2 separate regions of the Zea mays genome follow, and region 1 is linked to region 2. Evidence: chromatin contacts called from public Hi-C data. All regions are on one chromosome and are shown on one strand. Each heading gives the region's core, a stretch centred on a gene start, on an enhancer-like site or on the middle of the called end of the contact. The rest is flanking DNA. Distances are from core to core; before and after follow the strand shown.

What was found. A called contact is a pair of places that touch in the nucleus more often than the background predicts.
Region 1: a contact with region 2 is called in a Hi-C map of leaf, with 2.5 times the contacts expected there. The contact joins the promoter of LOC103629886 here to the enhancer-like site in region 2. A contact is called at or near these places in 6 of 25 Hi-C or Micro-C datasets (bundle sheath, ear, leaf and 3 more).

The regions. Positions count from the first base shown.
Region 1 is chr6:120,707,039-120,712,037 of Zm-B73-REFERENCE-NAM-5.0, reverse strand. It overlaps LOC103629886 (homeobox-leucine zipper protein ROC8), which reads left to right and starts at 2,330. Exons shown (of 10, transcript XM_008650985.4): 1 at 2,330-3,062; 2 at 3,198-3,315; 3 at 3,477-3,662; 4 at 3,804-4,262; 5 at 4,344-4,442; 6 at 4,521-4,730; 7 at 4,859-4,999. The coding sequence starts at 2,968.
Region 2 is chr6:120,631,900-120,636,334 of Zm-B73-REFERENCE-NAM-5.0, reverse strand. It overlaps the pseudogene LOC118472313. Among protein-coding and RNA genes, the nearest start is that of LOC109940193, 12 kb to the right of the region's middle. Within about 2 kb of position 1,629, at least 9 of the 20 cell types and tissues checked have an H3K27ac peak or open chromatin away from gene starts, as enhancers often do. A contact at or near this core is called in bundle sheath, ear and leaf, where this site is marked.

The DNA of each region.
Region 1 (4,999 bases), core at 1,081-3,580, 75 kb before region 2:
TTGTGAAAACAAATGGAACCTCATTTGCTACCGTTGTGATGCAAAAATTGATGGTACAAAATATCAACTACACACCATGAACGGGGAATACCAAACAATTAACAAAGCTTATTGACCATCCATCACTTCACACATACTATTCAAAAAAGGATTTCCATTAGTACGAAGCTCCAAATTTTTTTAAATCAATACAAAGTTTCCACAAAAGAGCTGACAGTCAAACTCGTACAAATTTCTCTCACATGGTAAGCATATAAAGATTAAAGGAGCAATTTATAACTAGTTACCCAATTCGCACACAGAGTTCTAGTCCAATTACTAAGATGAAGCATGACACATCAAATTAACATTACAAAATACCGCTCAAACTAAAACACTAATAGATCAACAATTTTTAGCTTATATCTATTAGCAAGTATGAACCATTGCTTCTTCAAATTTATGTTATTGAACTTTGCTTGAATGGAAAATATGTGAGAATGGTAATGTAGGATTTTGATTATGTGCATCTATAATCCAATTCACTCATAGTTATCCAATTCACAGAGTTTTAGTCCTGTAAATATGAAGCATTGTGTGGTTTAAATTGACATTTCCAGCTCAAATGGAAGCATGAAACCATGGTAACCGAACATTTAGGCCTCGTTTGGTTTGCATGGAATAATGATGGGTTGGAACGATTTCTAGCTAGATTGATTCTCTAATTTATATAAACTTTGATAAGCTGGAACAATTCTGGTCTAATATTGGACAAACAAACAAGGCCTTAGGGTACCCATTCTATGGTTTGTACGTCAAGTTTTGAAACTTGCTTATCTTAATAAGAAAAAGAAGCACTACATGCTATGTGCAAATTAACATTATAGTATTATGCATCACGATAAAACAATATGTGCATATACCCACATTACTAGATTAGGTATATGCCCAGATTAAAAATAGTACGTCCAAAGTTACGTTATACAACACATGCAATTTTACGTTATAAGATTAAAATTAATTGTCTTATGGATGGATGTGTAAACAGTAGACAAAATTCGGTAATTTTCTGGTTTAGTCTACCATTTTTTCGCTATTTTTGAATTTTTCGAGATATACAAAAAATGGTGCAAAAATGTGATAAGTAATTTTGAAAACAGAATGGTAAACAGTGGGACATCTCAACCGTCTATTTTAAGATTTACCAAAAAAACTTGAGTGATCTTGCTCCTAGTGGTGGTGTCTCTAATGATGAACTTAACACTTTGTTGTATGATGATCTTGGTCCTAGTAGTGGTAGGTATAATGATTTAGACAAGTATATGGTAGAACCACTTCTGAAACAAAGTGAGTTTGATATTGTGGCACGGTGGAAGAATAAAAAAAGAGGAATATCCTGTTGTTTCTCGGATGGCTCGTGATTTATGGCTATACAAGTGTCAACTGTTGCTTTAGAGTCTGTTTTTAGTGTCGGTGGATGAGTTGTTGGTCCATATTGTAGTTGTCTTGATCCTGAGATTGGATAGCTGCAACACGTAAAGGTTACAATTTTAAAAAGTTTTATTGGTAACTATAGAAGATTTTTTTACTAGCATTATCTTGTGTCCTTGCAATTTAGCTTCCACGCCTATCACATCCCTTTCTATAGATTTGAAGATTTTAAATATGACATTTACTTCTTCAGATATCATAGAAGATATATCAACATGTTTAAGACTTATGTATCAACGTGTTTAAGACTTATGTATTGTGTGATTAAAATTTATGAGTGGACATGCACGATCAATTGTGTATGATTAAGACTGTATTGTGTATTTGTGTGGTTGGGACTTGCACGTGGATACGAATAAACAATTGTGCGTGGTTAGAACTTAATTCTTGTGCGTTTTCTCTGATTTAAATTACTGTTTCTCGATCGATTTCAAGATTTTTTGTTAGAATTTATGCGTTTTCAATATACCAAAATTTACCGGCATAATCCATTTCTGATTTTCTATTTCCTAATTCTGACTGAACAAAAACTTATACGTGTGAAAATGGTGAAAAGGTTTTTCTGACCGTTAGCGACTGCTTTCACATCTACTTATGGCTAATCAGTGTGAGCTGAGCTCCAAATTCAGTAAAAATAGGAGCAGACACATCCTACACCTATATATTCCATTTAAACAAAGTCGTCAAATATCTATATGAAAATATTAGGAAAAAAAATACAAATTTATCAAGTAGATGTCTGCGGGTGGAGTGGGGAGGGGGATCTGATGAGGTAATGCAGCTTGCAGACCCGACCCGTTTGGCCTTAAATGGCTCCAGCTGTTCCCATCCAAACCCAACAGAGGGGACTGTAGAGAGAGAAAGAGAGCAGTCATGGCCTCGCCGGGCGCCCTGCGCTGCTTAAAAACCTCGGCCCTTAATTCGCTCGCACCGGTTACTGCTGCTCCTGCTTCCTCACACCACCCTACCTCTCCTGCCAGAGCAGGAGGAAGAAAGATTGGCAGGAAGCAGCAGTTCCTAGACCAAGGACCGGCCGGGGAGGACGGAGGATAGAGACGGCGAGCGAGCAAGTGTAACTGTTGCCGTGGAAACGGGAGAGGGATAGAGAGAGAGAGAGAAACGGGCCGGGAGGAGAGAGATAAGCGCTAGCCAGGAAGGAAACAAGGTGGAAGCTTGCGCAGTGGGGGTGGGTGTGGAAATGGCGTGAAGCATGTCTGGATCCCCAAGGTTTCGCGATACCCTGCTGCCTATTCTGCAGCGTTCGTCTCGAGCTGGAACTGGAAGGCGGCTACCACTCCGGCGCAGTCTTGCCCGGCCTACTCATCGTCGTGTATAAATCAGAGCAGGGGGCCAGGCCACAGAAGGCACTGCAGCAGAGCAGCACAGAGATCTCTACTCCTTCCCTTACAGCTGTGGAACGAGTGAGCGAGCAGGAGGGACAAGACAAGGTTGGTAGTAGTAGTAGTAGGTGGGTGGCTAGCCTGCAGCCAGCCGGCAATGGATTTCGGCGACGAACCTGAGGGCTCCGACAGCCAGCGCCAGCGGAAGCGGTACCACCGGCACACGCCGCGCCAGATTCAGCAGCTCGAGGCGTACGATCTCGCTTCGTTTCCATTTCTTTTGCTGCTTCTTTATTCTGTCCGGCCGCCCTTGTGGTTGTTCGTCGTGAGACGTGATGGTTTGGCGGAAAGGAATGTAATGGCGTGCGTGCTCGCCCATGACTGCAGGATGTTCAAGGAGTGCCCGCACCCCGACGAGAACCAGCGCGCCGCGCTCAGCCGGGAGCTCGGCCTGGAGCCGCGCCAGATCAAGTTCTGGTTTCAGAACCGCCGCACCCAGATGAAGGTATCATACTGAGCACAGCAGTGTCCCGGTTCCTTTGATTTTCTTTTAGTTTCTTTCACGAGGTCGCCGTGCTGTTGCATTTCGACATTCTGTTCTGTCGGCTTGTTTTCCACGGGTTCTTGATGGATGACGACGCTCCTGTGTGCCTGTGCGAGCTGCAGGCGCAGCACGAGCGCGCGGACAACTGCTTCCTGCGCGCGGAGAACGACAAGATCCGGTGCGAGAACATCACCATGCGCGAGGCGCTCAAGAACGTCATCTGCCCCAGCTGCGGCGGCCCGCCCGTCGACGAGGACTTCTTCGACGAGCAGAAGCTCCGCATGGAGAATGCCCGCCTCAAGGAAGAGGTAAATCGTGAGTTGGCCAACGACGCGTGCTAGCTGTTTCCGGAGACGTCCGTCCTCGCCGGTCTGTCTGTCTCCGTGTATTTCTGCACTGTACGTCTCTCTTCATTCTTGGCTCTTGGGTGGGTGCCTGCCAACCTGCAGCTGGATCGGGTGTCGAGCATCACGTCCAAGTACCTCGGCCGGCCGTTCACGCAGATGCCTCCGGTGCCGACCATGTCCGTGTCGTCGCTGGACCTGTCCGTGGGCGGGATGGGCTCCCTCGGCGGGCCGTCGCTGGACCTCGACCTCCTCAGCGGCTGCTCGTCCGGGCTGCCGTACCAGGTGCCGGCGCCCGTGACGGAAATGGAGCGCCCCATGATGGTCGATATGGCGGCGCGCGCCATGGACGAGCTCATCCGGCTCGCCCAGGCCGGCGAGCAAATCTGGGTCAAGGGCGTGCCCGGGGACGCGAGGGAGGTGCTCGACGTCGGTACTTACGACAGCCTCTTCGCCAAGCCCGGCGCCGCGTTCCGCCCGCCGGACATCAACGTCGAGGCGTCCAGGGACTCGGGCCTCGTGTTCATGAGCGCCGTCGCGCTCGTCGACGTCTTCATGGACACGGTACGTACGCATTCCTTAACTTCCCTTCGTCTCCCCGCGCGCCGCGCCCATGGCGATGGTTGATCCATGTTGTTGTTGCAGAACAAGTGGATGGAATTCTTCCCCGGCATCGTGTCCAAGGCGCAAACCGTCGATGTTCTCGTGAACGGCTTGGGCGGGAGGAGCGAGTCCTTAATCATGGTAGCGCCGTCGAATCATTGGAAACAATGTCGTGTGATGTGATCATTGGAAGGAAAACTAATGGCGCGCGTCGTGCAGATGTATGAGGAGCTGCACATCATGACTCCGGTCGTGCCGACTCGCGAGCTGAGCTTCCTCCGCTACTGCAAGCAGATCGAGCAGGGGCTGTGGGCCGTCGCGGACGTCTCCCTGGAGGGGCAGCGCGACGCCCATTACGGCGTGCCGTCCCGCTCCCGTCGCATGCCGTCGGGGTGCCTCATCGCCGACATGTCGAACGGCTACTCCAAGGTGGTCGACGCGACGAGCGGCTCATGCTCCTGTGCAGCTGTGCTCCACGTGCACGTGCATTGCCCTGTGCCACGCCATGGTTGCTGCCACTGACCTGACCTGACACGTTCATATCATGTGTGCTGTAGGTGACCTGGGTCGAACACATGGAGATCGAGCAGATGCTCCCGATCAACGTCCTTTACCGCAACCTGGTGCTGAGCGGCGCCGCGTTCGGGGCGCACCGCTGGCTGGCCGCGCTGCAGCGTGCGTGCGAGCGGTTCGCGTCC
Region 2 (4,435 bases), core at 380-2,879:
CGTACGACGTACGTAGTGGAGATGCGAAAGAGTATAATACCGTGAACAGGAAAGAGTATGAGCCTTCGGTCTTAAACTCACGCCTGCCGGATGCCTCAAAAACCTTCCCTAGCTTGTCCTGGACACAACTCCACAGAATACACACGAGGGACTCCCACATGTTCGTTCCTGTTGAGTGAATCACTAACGAAAGCAAGCCTAGCTTTTTCCTCTCAGCCTCTCCAACATGTCCGTTGGGTTCAATCTGAAATATATGGCACAGATACGATGATGATCCTGGCAAATTACTACAATTAAACCAAGCTTGAAATGATGAAACCATTAAAAAGGTCAGGTCATTGCATCCACTGTTCTAACTAACAACCTTTATAGGCCTCAGTTCCTCACTCACCTCGGGATACTGCATCCACTGGGTTGCCAGCGGAGCTTCTGGTAAAGCAAGATCTCGCCGCCCGTTGAGGTAGCAGTCAAAGGGCTCGTCGATGTAAGTAAGGGCATGATCCCTCCGGGTAGAGAGGGTACGAGTCATCCCTGACCCAATCCCCATGGAACATATCGCAACTAGCCACTTCGCTGAACCAATCGGCTTTCTTCCCATTCCAACCAGAACCGCCATCCTGCTCTACTGATGACCTGCTACCCTTGCTGTTATTTCCAGATCTCGAGGAGTTTCCTTGCGCCGCCGAATGGTTCTCTGATGAACCAGCAGCAGCAGCATTTCCTTTCGGATTATTCGCTGCACCACTGCTCCTGCCGGGAGCAGCTTGGCGCCCGGTCTGTTCCGGATTCCTCTTCACATTGGGAGATGCTACAACTGTCTGCTTGTTGTTGCTGGGACTGGGAGATCCAGCATCTTTCTGCCCTGGCAAGGCCTGACTACCAGTTTGATTACTAGCTGGAACAACACTACTACTGCCCTCAACTTCGCCATCTCCAGCACTGCTCTTTGCCGGACTAGAACTTCCCAGGCGGTTCTTCGTGCCTTGCATCTCCACTTCCACTGTCTGGTTGAGGAGCATCTGTACTCTCGGTCGTCGTCACAGCATCTATATCTTTACTCTTCCCCAAACTAGAGCTTGCATCTGCTTTATGGCTTGCATCGCCATTTCGATTTCCTGGGAGGTCTGAGGAGCATCTGAACCATTATTCAGATCAGCCACGGTATCTCCGCCGTTTGCAGAACCCCTGCTCCCTCCCGGCCCGAACAGCATCTCCAGCATGAGGCTTTACAGTGCTGCCATTTCCAGCAGCCGAACCACTGCCTGAAACTTCACTTGCAGCGCCCGCGGAGGGGGGCAAGGCGAAGGCGACGTAGGCGGTGAACGCGGCGAAGGCGACCGCGACCGCGACCGCGTACAGCGTCAGCCTCGCACGGCGCCGCGAGCGGCCTCCGAGCGGGCTGAGGAGCCCGGCGTTCGCGCACACCTGCAGGCCACCGCTCTGCTTCTACAGCCTCTTCATACCGCCCGGCCACGGCGGCGCCGCGCCACGGCCGTGGCGGTGCGCGGCAAGTGGAGGAGGCGGAAACGACTAGCAATAGCAAGCGGGAGTGGCCGTGGACGTGGAGGTGCGCTGGTGGCGGTTGGGGGTGAGAAGGCGAGTGGTTTCAGGATGCTTTTGGGGGAGGAAGGGGCAGTGGTGGACGTGGACTCACTGGTGGTGGTGGCTATAGGAATGCCAAAACCTAACAAACCCACTACTACAAAACTGCAAGATTGCCTTGGTCAAAACAAACATTTATACTTAGCAACCGCGTTTATGATTGCCCCTGCTATCTTTGCGGGCCCGACATGCACGACCAACCTCGATAGACGTGGTAGACATGGGGCGATGATTGACAACGAGAGGGCCGGGCGCGGTGGCCGCCGATGAAGTTAGGATGCCCGTCGTCCGTCTGGTTTTCATCAGTAGCGATCGTCGGCTGGGGGACGGGAAAGGAAAGGCCCGGTCTGTCCTGTCGACGACGCAGACAACGTTGGTGTTTGGTTAGACTATGTTTAGCGGTTACCCCTAAATTTCTCCTCCTATATCTCACTCACGTGTCACGTCAGCATTCTCTTTCCCTTATATCTCCACCCTGTACAGCGGTTCCCTCTAAATCCTTCTCATATACCTCACTATAATTATAAAATACTATTTTTCATACCTATTCACCATCTATTATCAATTTTTTCTTAACTAATAAATAATTCTGTGCACAGAAACCGAGGCAAGGGGGCTGTTGTGGTACCTCTTCATCTAGCGTGCACAACAACCACCCGCTACCACTGTAGCAGCGGTAGGGGGCACCGATAAAGAGGAAGAGGGAGTACTGGCGCCGTCACAACGAAGGGAGAGGCCACGGTTGAAGCCAGTCTTAGTGCGATGTTGACCTGATCTGTACACTTTCCATTCATGGCCACCATGTTCTCCCCTCTGGTAATTCATGCGTTGGACCATGCCAGGCATCTCCATCTTCTTTTGCCATGCATGGGAGGAGAACGGTAGGGACGGCCGGCGCCGGCATGTGCTGCTGCTGGGTTTGCAGTTAGTTGCACTTGTTAAGTAACCCTAGTTAGGGTTATATGGACAAATACCTGCTTTGCCCCTGAGAGGTCTCACATCTCTATATAAGGAACCTGTACACCCCTTCATATTAGATAGATCAGAAAGAGACCAGAGGCCCAACCCTATATCCTGTGTCTCGTGTGTTTCCTCTGTCGTGCTTATGGAAAGGGAGACGGGTACTCTACAGCTTCTTGCGCCTCTACTGCTGACAGGAGGGAAGGAAGCAGATCTGGTGATCCGTGGTGACGTAGATCTCAATACGTTATCAGCACGCTCTACCTCGATGTTGCTGCGGGATCCGATATGCATCAACTCCTCATCAAGCCGGCAGGTCTCTCGGCCTAGCCGAACTGTCCTACGCGACAGCCTTCGATTCTCCCTCTACGCACAAACAGTATGTTTATTGGTTGATCCGTTGTTGTGTACGTTGTCGTTCATCCTCGGCATGGGGAATATGGACTCACCGTCGAGGTGCTCAGCCTGTGCGGTCGTCACCGCTGTCGCCAAGGGCCTGTTGCCCAATTGCCAGTGCTCGACTCTGTCACAAAACGCCCGCACGCCATGCCGAGGTCGCGCCGGAAGCCGTAGAAGCCGTGTCGCGCCGTAGCCACTACCGGCGATCTGCCCCTTCTACAAGTAACGCAGGAGCATGGAGGCGTTGCGCCGTAGCCTCGAAGAGCCCCGTGATCCTACGCTCGGCATAGAACATGGATTGCGAGCCCGCGTGCCGCGACGGGCTCCTTGGACGGCCATGGTGCTCCCACATTTTCGCGGTCATGGAGGCTGCAAATGTTAGAGAGTAAGCGTGATCAATTCCGAACGCGCCAATTCCGGATCCATACGGTATTGTCAGGTGTGGTCATTGACTGGGTGGCTACGAGCCTGTGATACGACCTAGGAGCCGTTCCTGACGTGCGTGAGATACACGTCTATGTATTACATGGGCATGGATGTGCACCATTTTTGCTCTTGCGTGCATGCAAGTGCATGTCGGTGGAAATAGAATACATATTTTATGTTACGGTTTCTACTTCAATTACTTATTTCCTATAGTAGAAAATTATTTAATGTCTTTTACACCTGATGTGTTATGCTTATATATTAATTATGGTGTTTATTTTTTCTGCATTAATAATTATTTCCCGTAGTAAATAATTAGCAGAAAATTATTAAAATGCATGTGAAGGTTATATTGTGTATACTCAAATCGCTCTAAATATTTGTGTTGCGTTGAGCTTTTGAACTCACGTCGAGCGATTAAATTGTATCGTGGGTACCCGGACATGCCGATCAGGCTAAATTATTAATCGGTTGAGTTATGGCATTGGCCGCGCCCTGTCAACATGATGCAATATTGTGGCGTACGAACTTGGCGTCATGTGATTGCTATGTTGCACTCTCATTTAATCAAACTGCTCCCGTTGAGTGAGACCGCCATCGCCGAATCACATATTTTTTGCATGCCCTGTTGGCACTATTCGTCTATCGTGATCATCGAGACACAAATGCGCCTGTTGCGCACGTTGTGTGGACATTTCGTGTACCCCGACTATCAAGCCATATATGCGCCTATTGCGCTTGTTACGAGGGCTTATTGTGTTGTCGTAGCCCTGATGGCCGCACACGCATTGACACCAGTTACGCTGGAGCTTGTACTCGCGTAGAATGTGGTGGGTTATCTGAGCCCCTAAGGTTACTTTGTCGCGCAACCTTCGTAAACAATTTTTTTTCGCTCTATATTTTGTTTGATTGTGCTGTGTGGCATCATATATTTATATATATCGCCAAGTGGCCATAACAACTATATCAAATATGGGAAATTAAATTGAAATACAATTAAACACAGATAAGTTAATTTTCTGCTCTCTCCTCATGCATAAAGTTTTAC